Linked DNA regions of Rattus norvegicus: region 1 is linked to region 2. Evidence: chromatin contacts called from public Hi-C data. All regions are on one chromosome and are shown on one strand. Each heading gives the region's core, a stretch centred on a gene start, on an enhancer-like site or on the middle of the called end of the contact. The rest is flanking DNA. Distances are from core to core; before and after follow the strand shown. Region 1 has its middle 63 kb from the start of Slc6a6. Region 2 has its middle 10 kb from the start of Lsm3.

The links. Hi-C and Micro-C count contacts between places; a contact is called where the count stands out from the background.
Region 1: a contact with region 2 is called in a Hi-C map of psoas muscle, with 3 times the contacts expected there. The contact joins two enhancer-like sites. A contact is called at or near these places in 2 of 12 Hi-C or Micro-C datasets (liver and psoas muscle).

Annotation. Positions count from the first base shown.
Region 1 is chr4:125,686,475-125,693,319 of GRCr8, forward strand. No RefSeq gene overlaps it. Among named protein-coding and RNA genes, the nearest start is that of Slc6a6, 63 kb to the right of the region's middle. Within about 2 kb of position 1,832, at least 11 of the 93 cell types and tissues checked have an H3K27ac peak or open chromatin away from gene starts, as enhancers often do.
Region 2 is chr4:125,584,567-125,591,966 of GRCr8, forward strand. No RefSeq gene overlaps it. Among named protein-coding and RNA genes, the nearest start is that of Lsm3, 10 kb to the left of the region's middle. Within about 2 kb of position 5,800, at least 5 of the 93 cell types and tissues checked have an H3K27ac peak or open chromatin away from gene starts, as enhancers often do.

The DNA.
Region 1 (6,845 bases), core at 582-3,081, 98 kb after region 2:
AGAAGGAGAAGAGGAGGAAGAGGAAGAGGAAGAAGAGGAGAAGGAGGAGGAAGAGGAGAAGGAGGAGGAGGAGGAGAGATGGCTCAGTGATTAAGAATGCTTGCTGCTCCTGCAGAGGATCTGAGTTCACATGGTGAGTCGTGACCAACCACAATTCCAGTTCCAGGGGATCCATTGCCCTCTTCTGACTTCCCAGGGTACCAGGCACACATGGTGGGGCATGTGTGTATGCAAAACATTCATACACAAAATAAAATAAATAAAACTTGGAAAAAACATATTAAAAACAAAGAGAAACACAGTTGGCCTAGGCCTTCCTCTCTTTTGTCCTCCCTTGAATGTAGATACAATGGCTGGAGCCAGGCAGCCATCTTAGAGCCTTGTGAGAAAGGAAGAAATCACGAAACCTATCCTGTGACATTATTGCGTGGCAAAGCAGTGATGGCAGTCACGTTTTTTTCACCTCTTACCATATGAGAGAAGTGTGAGTTCACTTACTAAGCCATCGGTGGTCAGATTCACTGGGACTTACAAGTGAACACTACTTTCTCTCTCTCTCTGAGGAAGGTTCTCCTTGCATAGCCCAGGCTGGCCTGGAACTCACCCTCCCCTTGGCCTCAGCCTCTCAATCATAAGAATCCCAGATATGATGCAAGCAACCTTAGTGGAGGTCATTGCTGTTCTTGTTGCATTTTCTAACATGGAGACATTTTCACCTTTGGCCTGAGTTTCCCATTTTTGGTCTCAGAACTCAGCCTCCAAGTCCCAGGTTAAAAAAAAAAAAATTCGGTGTTGGGACCAGCAAGCCTAATTTAGATTATGCAGATTCCTGTGGCCAGGAAGAGAGGGCTGCAATTGGCCAGTTAGTTCAGCAGAAGGGATGGCTGTGCCCATTTGGACTTGTTTGTAAGTAGCCCCTGGGCAGCCGGGCCAACAACATCTCTGATAACCGGGGCGGGACGCCAACAGGGTTCCATCCCTTGCCAAGGTTTGCCAGGGCCTAAGGGCAGCTGTGCTGGTTCTCTACATAGCCAGGAGACTCAGTTTACAGGAGTGGGTCAAACCTGGGCTCTGCCTCTTATTGGCGGGTGACTGTCTTTCCACCCAGCTGTCTTTTCTTCTGCCAAACAGGGACCTGGCAGGTCTGAGCCCTTCCTGACTTCAGGGAGCTTTAGAGCCAAGGGGCAGATTCCATTCCTAAACCACCCCTTCCAGCCCTGTGGCCTCAGGCAGCCACTTCTAATGTCTATCTCCGTCTCCATGATCCCAAGAGATATCAACCACCCAGGTTGCCTGGAGAGGAGGACACTTGAGACGACCCTGGACCACATGGAAGTGCTCAATAAATCCTAAAAATAAAAATGCAGTGGCCTACGGGAATGTGTGACAAATCTCAGGCAGGGCTTCCGGAGCCTGGGGACAGAGGCAGATACCAGGCATGTGGAGACAACGCCCCCATCCCCCAATGGAGAGCATCCAGTGGGACAGTAGAGGGTCTCTGGGAACATGGATTCCAAGTCTGCCAGCTCATGAGATAGCCTGGCAGTGTTGGGCAGTGGTGAGGGACACTCCTCAGGAGTGTCCATCACAGAGCTGGCAGCCTGCAGGACCACACCCACGTAGGAGAGAGAGCACCAGGCCAGCACTTGGACCCTGTCACTGACAGCTGCTCCTCTCAATGAAATGACCTTCTCTTTGTCCCCTAGGGAGCTGGACAGGGCAGGATGGCTTGTTCCATCTTGGCACCCAAGCCACCTGCCCTTGCCACTTCTCAGGCTACAAACCAGGGGCTGCATTGCCACATCAGACCATTCTCTGGGTAGAGACGCTGGAGAGGGGCCCATGCTTACAGATGACTCAGGACAGGCTGCAGGACCTGTGGGACTCACTCTCTTAGTAAGGGAACCGTTTGGCCAGAGGCCCTACAGCCAACTGCTCACGTGGGTACCCCAATTTTCTTCCCATCACCACCTCAGCAAGTTCTAATAATATCTCTACAAAAGAGAACATGAAGGATCAGAGAGGTGGTCTAGCTTGCCAGCATCACACAGCAGAAGGAGTCAGATAGGATTCCAGCACAAATCTGTCCAATCCTCAAATGTGACCTCTTACTTCTAAGTAACTTAGTCTCCAAGATTAAGCAAAATGTCAAAATGGCATCACCATAGCCAGGGAAACCACTCTACTGGACATCAAAGAACGTCCCCTCTTTTCCCATACTACCTTTGGCCTAGCCTGGAGGTCACACATTCCTCCCTCTTACAAACTGGGTTCTCCCACTTTCCTCTTTAAGCCTTTAGCAGGCACCTCCTGCTCCGGGAAGACCCCCTGCTCACCCCAAATTGGAACTCCACCTGTCATCTCCCACACAGCCTTTCTCTCAACCTAGGTTGTCTAAACCAGAGGGGTCTAAACTACAGAGGATGAGGCTGCTACAGGTAGTTGGTCCTCTGTGTTCCAAGGAACCCGATATCTGACGCATAGGAGATGCTCAGTAAACATCTGTGGAGTGACTGACCAAAAATCATTCCAGCAGGAGACTGCTTCTCTGGGCAGTGGGCAACAGAATAGGACAGGCCCACAAGCCCCAGCGGTTCAGGACTGCCTCTCCAGACCTTGCCTGCTACCCAGGGTCTTCAGAGCCCCATAACCTACATCATTCTTTCCTGTCAGCTCACCATAATTCATGCCCTGCCCCTGGCATGCCTGGGCTACCCAGAGGCCACAGGTCCTGGTGCTAAGTTTAGTGACTTCTGAATGTCACTGTGAAATTCCAGACAGAGTCGAGGGGTTAGCGGCACATTCCTGGGGGCTTTCTCGGGCCCTCCACCCGTGAGTGTGATGGGGCCCAAGAGACCTTCCAATAAACAGACTGGAAGGGCAGGGTCCCCCTTCAGGACCTCAGACCACTAGCCATAGAAGCTAAGACAGAGGTGTCCTACAGGGTCTGAGGGTTGCAGGGGAGGGGAGGGAGGCCATGCTTTTATAGCACAGTGCAAAGCCTCTTTGGAGAAGTCTGAGGCAATCTGTCCCCACCCCTAAGTAAATCCACGCACATGGCCCATGATTCACAGCCAGAATCAAACGTTCCTGTGTGGTATGGAGGTCCACTCCAAGACTGTCTAGAGATGGGAGGATCCCAGCTCTACCAGGGACCCAAAACTAACCCACCGTCCCCTACTTTATATACAGCACAAGCCCTGGATCTCTCTCTGCTCCTAACACCACCGTGTCCCCCCATTTCCTGTCTGCTCTCATCAACAGATGAACCAAACACTCTTAACTGAGCACAGCCAAGAACCTCAGACAGAGAGGTGGAAACCCCTTCTCTCTTTTCTAAGCCGAGAATAAACTACATATAAACTGCACAGATGGGGTTGGGGATTTAGCTCAGTGGTAGAGCGCTTGCCTAGGAAGCCCTGGGTTTGGTCCCCAGCTCCGGAAAAAAAAAGAACCCAAAACAAAAACAACAACAACAACAACAACAACAAAAAACAAAAACAAAACTGCACAGACCTCAAAGGAAAGTGGTCTTTAAGATATCTAGCTATTTTTTGGTTTGGGAGTGTTTTGTTCATTTGCTTGTTTGGTTTTTCAAGACAGGATTTCTCTGTGTCACCCTGGCTGTCCTGGCTGTCCAGTGTCCTCTGTAGACCACACTGGTCTTGAACTCAAAGATCCGCCTGTCTTTGCCTCCTGAGGGCTAGGATTAAAGGCGTGCTCCCCCACCACCCAGCTACAGATACTTAATTGTTGATACTGGTTGAGCTTGTGGTCTATTAAGGTCTCTGGACCTTATTCTTTCCTGGGAAGACTTCATTCATCCTGTGTTTTGGCACCTGGGTCTAATCGATCTTTCTTCCACCTAGGAGAAACCATCCACATTTCATGTCCTCAGCCAGCTGGCTCACACGGGGCTGTCCTCCCAGGAGCCTCTCCACTTCCTCCTGTGACCTCCAAGGAGCCTCTGCATTTTCTCCTTGGCACTGGACACAGGACTTGCAATGAGTGGCACCCTTTTGTTAAATATGAAGCAGACATACAACAGAACAGAGAAATGCAACCCTTCATTCAGCACACTGAGGCAGGAGGATTGACAGGAGTTCAGGGTCAGTCTGAATGACATGGTGAGTCTTAGGTCAGCCTAGGCTCAGACTATTGGGGGTCTGGGGGCAGAGAGACAGAAAGAGAATAAATGGAAAGGGAAATGGAAAGTACTCTTTTAAATTAAAAGATTTAAAACATTTGTTTTACATTTACTTTTTTTTTATGGGCACGAGTGTTTTTTTCCCTGTGTGTATGGCTCCGTCTGTATGTGCCTGGGGCTAGTGAAGGTAAGAAGAGGGTGTTAGATCCCCTGGAACTGTAGTTACAGATGGTTGTGAGCCAATATATCAGTGCTGGTTACCGAACTTGGTCCTCTTCTAGATCAGTAAGAAATCTTAACAATTGAGACATCTCTCCAAAGCCAGGAAAGTACTTGTGACTAATGAAGAAACAATAACACACACACAGGCACATACACACTCCAGTGCATTCCTGTAAACACAGCACTCAGGAGCTCAAGGCTAGTCTGGAGCACAAAATTTTGGTGCTCAGTTGTGGGGAACGCTCGCTCTTCTTCCTGAGGATCCAAGTTTGGTTCCCAGCACCCACAAAGCTGCTTGCAACCACTTCTAACACCAGCTCCAGGGGATTGGATGCCCTTTTCTGGCCTCTAAGGACACCCCAGTACACATGGTACACACAGGAGTCAATGATTTCTTGATCAGAACACAAAAACTACTACCCAGGGGGACAACTGCAACACCTGCCGTTAAGCCCAGCATTTGTGAGGCAGAGGAAGACGGATCTCTAAGTTCAAGCCCAGCCTGGTCTACAGAGTGAGTTCCAGGACATCCAGAGCTACAGAGAATCCCTGTCTTGAAAAACCAACCAACCAACAACCAAAGAAAGGCCAACAATGTCAACTGAAGTTCACTCATTCAAATCCAAATCACTGTCAGGGGAAAATGCCATTAGAACACCAGTGACACTCGGAATTCAGATGGCTGTGCATGTTTATGAATGACAAAGAATATTTTTTTGAGACAGGGTGTTTAGACTTTGTCCTGTGGTTCACTCTTAAGAGGAATATTTTGATCAAGCGTAGCAAGTTTAGAAAGAAAAAAAATACAAAGTGAGTGGTTCAAGTATTAAAGAAAGTACAATGGATCTAAATCCTGTGTTCAAGGATAGTAAATGGAATTAAAGGAGTGGTGACCTCATTGGAAGATCCCACCTAGCAAGCTTATTGTTTATCCATTTGCAGTTGAACAAAAGATAGTTGTATTATATTAGGTCTCATTATGACCTTGTTATTGTTTCCATTTGGACATAAGGAGACACGGCTATTCGTCAGATTACAAGGGATAGATTGTGATGGTTATTCTCCATTGTCCATTGTCAACTTGACTATATCTGGAATGAACTACAATCGAAAACTTATAAAGATCTTGTGAAAAGGTTAAAAAAAAAAAAGGTTCAGGCCCAGGCATGGTGGTACATGTCTTTAATCCCAGCCCTTAAGAGACAGAGGCATGCAGATCTCTGAGTTCAAAGTCAGTCTACAGAGCAAGTTCCAAGGCAGCCAAGCTTAGGGAGTGAAGGCCTTGGAAAACAGAAAGCTGGCAAAAATGTAATAGAACAAACAGGGCATGTTCCAGCTCCAGCAAGCAGCAGAACTTGGCACCTGTGCCTGTGTGGTTCCGACTTATAGAAGGGGTTACTGGGACAATTGATGCCAGTTAGCTGAATCTAAGAAATTAGCGATGATTAGGAAGAGACAAGCATCACTGAGGCAAAATCTCATGGGAAGTGTTTTCTGATAGGACAAAGGAGCTGTGTTCCAGAAAAAGCCAAGGTTGTACCTCATGGTACAGCTGGACTTGGTGGTGTGTAAGAATCACCCAAGTGATACTAGTTTTGAAAGTATGAAGGGGTCACAGAGAGCAGCTGAGGCTGGGCACTGTGAGAGGCCAGGAAAAGCCATTGGTGAAGGTGTAGCCTCAGTTGCAGTTGATGGCCCAGGACTGAAGGGGTCATGCAAAGAAGCTGAGGTTTGGCACCATGAAGAGAGCCTAAGAGAGGCCGTTGGTGAAGCATAATTTCAGCAGAAGACCCCAGCGTATTGGAGATAGCAGTATCATAGGATGACCACCAAGAACAGCAGCATCAGCAGCGGAATGGTTGTTCAGAGCCTAGAGGGCAGAACTGGAGACGTGACCCAAGCCCTTTGGAAGAACCCGAAAGATCATGTGTGAATCCCAGGCATTGGAACATGAAGCTGTAAAATTGAAGTTGCCTTGGCTACCCCAAGATGTTAGAAATGCCAGCGCCATGGGCTACCTGAGGAAAGCTGCTAACCAGCCCAAGAGAAGAACTAGGATGAAAGAATTTGAAGATCTGATGAGTGTTTGACATTAGGCATGGAGATGAAGAATTTGGAGTTTGCCTAGCTTGTCTTGCTTTGAAAATACTGATTTCTTCACTATGGTGTTGGAAGTATGTTATCTGTTTTTTTTTGTTTTGTTTTGTTTTATTTTATTTTATAGACTACAGTTAAGTGATTGCATAAAACTCAGAAGAGAGGCTGGAGAGATGGCTCAGTGGTTAAGAGCACTGACTGCTCTTCCAGAGGTCCTGAGTTCAATTCCCAACAACCACATGGTGGCTCACAACCATCTGTAATGGGATCCGATGCCCTCTTCTGGTGTGTCTGAAGACAGCTACAGTATACTCACATATGTAAAAATAAATAAAATGTTTTTTTTTTCAAAAATTCTCAGAAGAGACTTTGAACTTTG
Region 2 (7,400 bases), core at 4,550-7,049:
GGGATAGGGAGGCCATTGTTGATAGCCTTGCCTGTCTTAGGGGCTCAGGTAGCACTCAGAACTAGACAAGAAGGGAGGCAAGTGACCTCAACTGTCAACCTACTAGGAAAATGCAAAGCATGACTTCTGTGACTGAAGAACTGTCTTCAGTCCTGGCTCATAGGCCGCCAGTGACAAGGTCGGAGAGTTTGAGCGGGAAGCAGCTGAAAGCAAAGCTACTTCCATTCTGGCTTCAGCCAGCCTCTACTTCACATAGAATCACAAGGACACTTGGGGCCAGCACCTTCCACTTAGTACTTACCCTGTTGTGAAATACAGGAAATAATGCTGAGGCCGTGGCTCTCAGCCTGTATGCATTAGGGCATAGTCCCTGCACCACAAAAAGAAGAAACGTGTAGACAGCCCACACTGTGGGGGATGTCTATAAATGTGCTCAGTGAGTTTGCTAATCCACTGTCAAGTGCACTTTGCTTATGTGCTCTGAGCCAACGTCATGAGGCTTTATTTTCATTATTTATTGTACCTGTTCCTACAAGTTAGAGAAGAGAAAAACAAGTGTGGCTGAGCTGCTAGAAGTTTGGTCTTCAGAGAGTAGGCAGGGCAGAACCCTCCCTCCACCTTGACCACCCCCACAGGGGGGCACATAGGACTTGGGATTTTGGCTGCGTCAAGTGGTCATTCCTTGAGATCCCCTTCCTGAGTAGACATCTTAACCAAATTCTAGCGGCAGTGGCCATAACTAGCTCACTGACTAGCATGTCTCGGGCAAAGTCTCTTTCAGGGTCCTCACAAGCCCTGCAGTCTTAAAAGGAGCAAACTGAGGTCTGTAAGGTTGGCAGCTCTTTCGTGTTTAGGACTCTAACTTAACAATTCAAGCAGACCCCCTGCTGCTGACCCCCATACCAGGGCTGCCTCTATTGGTTTGAAGTGGTCTACACTGTCTAGACTGGCAAAGGGTTTCTAGCAACTATGCCTTAGACTTCTGACCGGAGAGCCCTCAGCTGGGTATCCTACACTTGGTGGGATTAATAAGAGCGGTTTTTGTAACACAGTGTCTGTGACAGTTACAATTTGGACTGTCCTCCGTAGCCTCGGGTATTTCAATGCTTGGTCCCAGCTGGTGCTGCTGTTGAGGGAAGTTATGGAATCTTTATGGGGTAATTGATAGAGGAATGGCCTTAAGGTTTTATAGTCCGACCCTGCATCCTGTTCTCTCTGCTTCCTGAACCCCCCATAAGCAGCACATGCTCCTGCCATCCTACCTGGGTAATGTACCTCAGTGTAAGCCAAAGTAAACCCTCCTGTAAGTTGCTTCTTGTCAAATACGTGGGCATAGCAGATGTCACACCTCCACTCCTGGGTTGGTCATTTCATGAAAGAGACAGGAATGGTGGATGCTTCTCACAAAGACAGAAAATAGCGAGCTATCTTTGCAGCGTGCTTTATTTGAAATCCAAGTAACTTGGCTAAAGTTAATCTATAATCATTAGCTACAAGTGACAGTTTTAAGTAGTAAATTTCAAAGATCTGCCCCAACATGAGGTGTCATCCATCTGAACAGACAAATGCTTCCTATGACCTTAAATTTACTCTCCAGTGGTGATACTCGTCGTTGCCTTCCCGTGAGCAGCTACCAGCGATAAGCAAAGCTCACCTGTGATGAGGGAGCTCACTGGAAACAAGGAAGCCACCCCGGCTTGCACAGGATTTCTGTTATTTAAGGAAAGGAAGCACAGTGGGTGTCCCTGTCACTTAGCTCTCCATTGAGCTCAGGGCAAGCGCTTCCCTATGGGAGATTCAGACATCTTATGCTCAACCATAGGCTGTTCATCCAGCTGTGCGAATGGAGGCTTCGATGAGCCAGGCCTGAGCAGAATGCTCCCCACCTCTGTCAGGCAGTCAAAACAAGGAGACACTGTCAGAGGCAAAGAAGGCCTGTTTTACAGATAAGTCAGTTGTAAGTTGCTGGAAACTAACTGGGCGTTTTATTAGCAGTGACAGATTCCTTGGACACCCCTTAGGCCATTGCTGTGGAATCTCACCAGAAGCTCTGGAGCCTCTCAAGAAATCAAGGAGGGCAAAGCTTAGGCTTGTTCAGTAACAGACTGGGCAGCATGGTGGCAGCAGGACCATGGGGGTTGGGGGACACCTGCAGAGTCCTGCTGTAGCACTGGGTGGGGTTCCTAAGCTGACGGTAGGTATTAGCCCTCTGCTTCTGGGAACTTATTGAACACAGTCCCATCAGACAAGTGACTGCATGTATTCACAACCCCAGGCTGAGGCCTGGCCAACAGCTTGTATTCCATCAGTGCTGAATAGGTAAAGATTAAATGACACCTGGCCTGCAGTGCTGTGTGATGAACTGCAGGCAGAAAGGACCAGGCAAGCTGTGCACATCATTCCCCAATACCGGGGTCCCCCTTACTCCCTTTCACCCCTCAGCCATCTCCCATCTCCTGCTACCATGTGCCTGAGACCACCAGCAGGCCAGGCATCAGTTTACATGGAAAACGCCAAGAATTGAGGACTACAGCGCCCAGTGTTTTCAACTCCTCAGGCCCGTTGCTCCATTCTCACAGAGCATGTCGATTCTTATTTTCTTGGCTGATGCCTAAGTTTCAGGGGTGTGGATACAGCATGCCCCACTGTGGTTTCTGATATTGATTACCCCTGAGGGATTCTTTTCTTGGTATTCCTCCCATCCACTTCCTATGCCATGGAGATCCAGGGTGAGATATTGACATCCCCCCACCCCCAGTTGTCTTTGTGGGTTGGGAAAGTTCCCACACTGCAGGGGTGCCAGATAACCAAGCTTCAAAGAACGGCTGGCCATGTGCCAGCTAAGCAGATGGAGTTACCCTAAGGTCAGCTGTAAGGACTGATGAGTATCTACATGAGCAGCCCAGGACAGCCCTGGGACTGTCCCCAGGATAGGAGCAACACAGAGAGGTCATGCACAGTGAGCCAAAGTCACTCCTTTAAGCTGCCTTAGTCTAGCTGCTCCCCACACTCTCCCTGGGTCGTTTTCAGGAGAACCTGGCTTTGAAATACTTTGATTCATTCAGTTAAAATGTAGTTTGCAAGGGCTGAGAAAATGGCACAGTGTTTGCCAAATATACATGAGGATCTAAGGTCAGATCCATGTGGAAAGGCTGATGTGGATTGCCAGAGCTTGCTGGCTAGCTAGTTTTGCTGAATCAGAAAGCCCCAGGTTCAGTGAGAGACTCTCTCAAAAAATAAGGTGGAAAATGATAAAACATAAACATCTGGCCTCTTCAAACACACACACACACACACACACACACACACACACACACACACACACACACGAACATATGTGAACACATACTTCACAACAGAGAGGAAGAAAGATGTTTACCATGTGCCAGATCTACAGGAGCCTGAAGCAAGTGCTGTGCAGGAAGGAAGGGGTAAGAAGATAAGGAGGGAGAAGATCGAGCATCCTCGGGGTCTGCCTCCCAGGACAGTAGTAGGGTCTGTGAAGATTTGGCAGAGCATTGAGAATCCACCACCACCGCTCCCGTCACTGTCACTTCCCTGGGCTGAAAGTCAGCAAAGAGACCAGTGCTAGAAAATTCTGAGTCAAGTTGGGCATTCAAATGAAATGAGGAAGCCTGGCGTCACTCAGTACTTTGATCTCACAGAACAATACAAAGACCTAAGGAGTGGAAGAGACCTGCCTAGGTCACAGCACACAACAAATGGACCTCTGAAATGGAATCAGGGCACCATGAGGCTCAGCCCGAGCAGCACTGTTCACACAGCCCAGCAGCACCTGAATATAGTATAGAGTCTGGGGGCTGTGGTCCCTTCAGATCACATGCCACCCACTGCACCTTCGGTTCCCCTTTGATAGGATTCTTCCTTCTGAGTGAGCAGCTGCTGTTTGGGCTAAATGGAACCTGATTTCCTATTCATGCTCACTGTGGAGTAAATGCCTCCTGGAGAAAGCAGAGGTGGGTAACAAACCTGCCCATCTTTGCTCTGTCACCAATCTGCTTTGTGGATTTCGGCAAGCTTCTCCTGTCCCTGGCTTGCACTTGCTCACCTAAGGGAAAATAGAGTACATCGAAGAGGATTCACCTAAGCTTGCATGTTTCTTTCTTTCTTTTTTTTCCTCCTCAATTAAATGTATTTTTAGCTAGTACATAAAAGCTAAACATTGGAGCTTGGCATTGTGGTGCATACCTGTAATCTCAGCACTCAAGATGCTGAGGCAGGAGGATTGCAAGTTCTAGGCCAGCCAGGGTCTATGAATCAAGATCCGGTCTCAATAGACAAGAACATAAAATATGCACACATAAGTAAATAGGTATAATGTGGTCCCAAAACGTGTTTGCACTGGGTGGAATCTTAATGAATATAAATGTTTATCTCCAAACATGTATTTAAAAATAATTAAATTTAGTTTATTTGTGGTGAAAACTTAAAATCTTTTCTTGTCGCTTGTGAAATACACAGCCATTAACTACAATCTACTGTGTAGCACCCCAGGTCTGTTGCTCTTGTTCAACTTTAAGTTTCCAGGATCAGCCAAGAGCATGTTTTGACACTAGAGGGCACTACACTCCTCCCTATTCCGTTTCAACTTGTCTAGGTTCACTGTCAACAATATTAGATGGCAGACTGTGCCATTTAATTTCTTAAATCCAAACTATGTGAAATTCCAACCGCAGTTCCAGAAGCACAGAACAGGCAACATCACATTCACCAGAGCCCCAGGAGATAGTTTTCAGGCAAAATATCCTTCTAACAGTGGCAGCTCCTATGATGCTGAGCTGGAACCAACCACCAAGCACACACAGTCTAGGCAAGATGGTTTCACCATCACTCTATCCTGGGTTTATCTGGGTGGTTGATCTGAGCTTTGGGGGTTGGGAGTGGAGCTCAAGGCCAGACTCTGCCACCTCACTGAGCAGATTGTTCCTGCTGTCGGCCTTAATGTCCTCATTTGTGCTGTCCTTCCAGCCCAAGAGCACCCTGTTATTGATTCAACAGGTTTAGAGAGATTGAAAGGAACTTGAGAGCCACCATTTGTGTGTTACAAGGTAAGGGTACAGATGAGGAGACAAGAAACCTTGCATTTACAATTAGCTGAACACTAGACTCAGTCACTTCGATCCAGTTTCTTCGTAAGATAGGAGCTAGCCAAGAGCTCTGCCTCTGACCTGCACCCCAGCCCTCACTGATGTCTTCTCTTTTTCCTTTACAGCTTTTTCAGGCTGAGAACTGCTAGAAACTAAGTTGGATCCAAGGCAGTTGTGCTTAGGGTTTAGGGATTGGCTGAGTGAGTGGGCATAGTTCTCCTTTGAAGGGTCCTCCATCCTTCCCTCTTCGGTTCATGCTTTTCTCATCTCAGTTGTCAGGTGTGAGAGAAACGAGCAGAACAGCCTCACGAACAAGGTCATCCAACAACATCACAAGACGATGACATCACCGTCAGCTCTGGCCCAGCAAAAAACCCAGAGCTCCAGTAACTGAGGGAAAGGGCAGGTCATCCTCACGGCAGGGTGACAGAGCTGGTGCCAGGCCTCTGCCAACTATCAGGGCCTAGGAGTGTTGCTGAAAGTTACCCAGGAGCAGTTCATACCTGCCTCCACCCAGCCAGCGTTCTCACAAGCTCCTAACAGTAGAGTCTCACCAACAGGGATCCCCACCCCCACTTTTCCTAGAAGAAAGGTTAGCAACTGCCAGAATCAAAATAGATGTGAACAGAATCGTGTGGCAACACTCATGTTTAATTCAAGCATACTCGGTTGCACGATGTCCTGTGGAGGGCAGAGCTGTTGGAACTGCCACTGCGGGAGGCATCAAGCCAGACAGCCTTGCTCTCTGGGCTGGTGTTTCTGCCATGCTGCACGTCAAACAATCGTGTCTTCAGAGCTCACATGCCCTGCTTTGTAGGCAAGCCACGGGTAGAACTGCATGTAAAGAGTCATTCTGTTAAAGTAAATGGTTGTCCCAAACTATTTCTTTCATGTGCTCTGGTGGCCTGTACCTGTGTTCTCACAAGTGAGTAACACACACACACACACACACACACACACACACACACACACACACACGATAAAATGTACCATCTTACCGATGTATAAGTAGAATTTGGTCACAGTAAGCATTCACACTGTTGTGAATGACTGAAGATGTCCCCTACCTGCCAAGTCCCTGTTCCAAACACAATACTTTATCACTCTGTGTAGACTTCTTTTTCAGAGGTTTCAAATCCATGGGCAGGACTCAAGATATGAGAGGAAAGCATAGAGTGTAAAAGGAACTTTATTTGCCTGTACTAAGTGTTGTCTCAGAGGCTCACTGCCTCAATCTGCTAGGGTAGGCCCAGTCCTGGAAGCTTCTAGTCTCCATACAGTCTAACCTAGAAATGTTTCAGCTTCTGAAACTTACTGCTGAATAAACTCACTCTTTCTATTTCTTTTTGAGCTCTGGCTGGCTGGTTCAACTCAACTGTTCTGACTCAAACTTCTCTAAGTTGACTGAATCTGGCTTCTTTCTTGGCCTCTGACTGAATTGCCCTGCTTGGCCTCTAGCAATTTGTTCTAATCTTCTGGCTCCTTCTCATTCTCTGGATCATCATGTCTTTACCTCTCTCTGTAAAACTGTATGGTAAAAGTACCTCCTTCCTACCCCCTCTCTCTATGCTCTCTTAAATAGCCTCTCTTTCCTGTCTGTTCTTGTGAGAGTTGGGCATAGCCTATTCTGTCTAATTCGTCACTTTGTCTGCCACTCAATTAGACATTACTTTCAAACATGGGTGCTTCATTCTACAAGCTAACTTTACCTTCATTGTTAAAAGTGTGTACTAAAGTTGAGCCACAGTACAACTAGAAACAGGTTTTGCCAGTGATTAAACCGATCTTGGGGCTCACGGTGTGACCCTGCAACAGTGGAACACCTTCATCCTTCATCACAGCCACAAGCCGCTAGGGAGAACTCAAGATCGGTATGTAAAACGAAGGCTGGCCTCGAAGTGACTGAAGTGAAGACACTCCAGACAGAAGGTCCAGCTCACAGCCTGCCCCCAGGCTCCCCAACCCACTGGAGCAGCATCCAGATTCATGGCCCATCTCATTCACTTCTTACCCAGCTGCCTACCTCACTCTCCTCTCCTGCAAACCAAATGCACCAGTGGCTTTGCTATTCCTCACAAAGGCCAGGCTCACTGCCTCCTAAATCCCTTTCCGCTGAACCCTACCTCCTCTTAGAATCATCTCCAGTTGTGCTGAGCAACAGCCCCACTTGCCAAGGTCATAAAATTCTTAATGATCACCAATAAGTCATAGTTTCTAGAGTCTTCTGGGTTGATATTTAAACACAAACAAACAAAAACAGTAAAACATCTCTAAGAAGTCTAGTATGTAGCC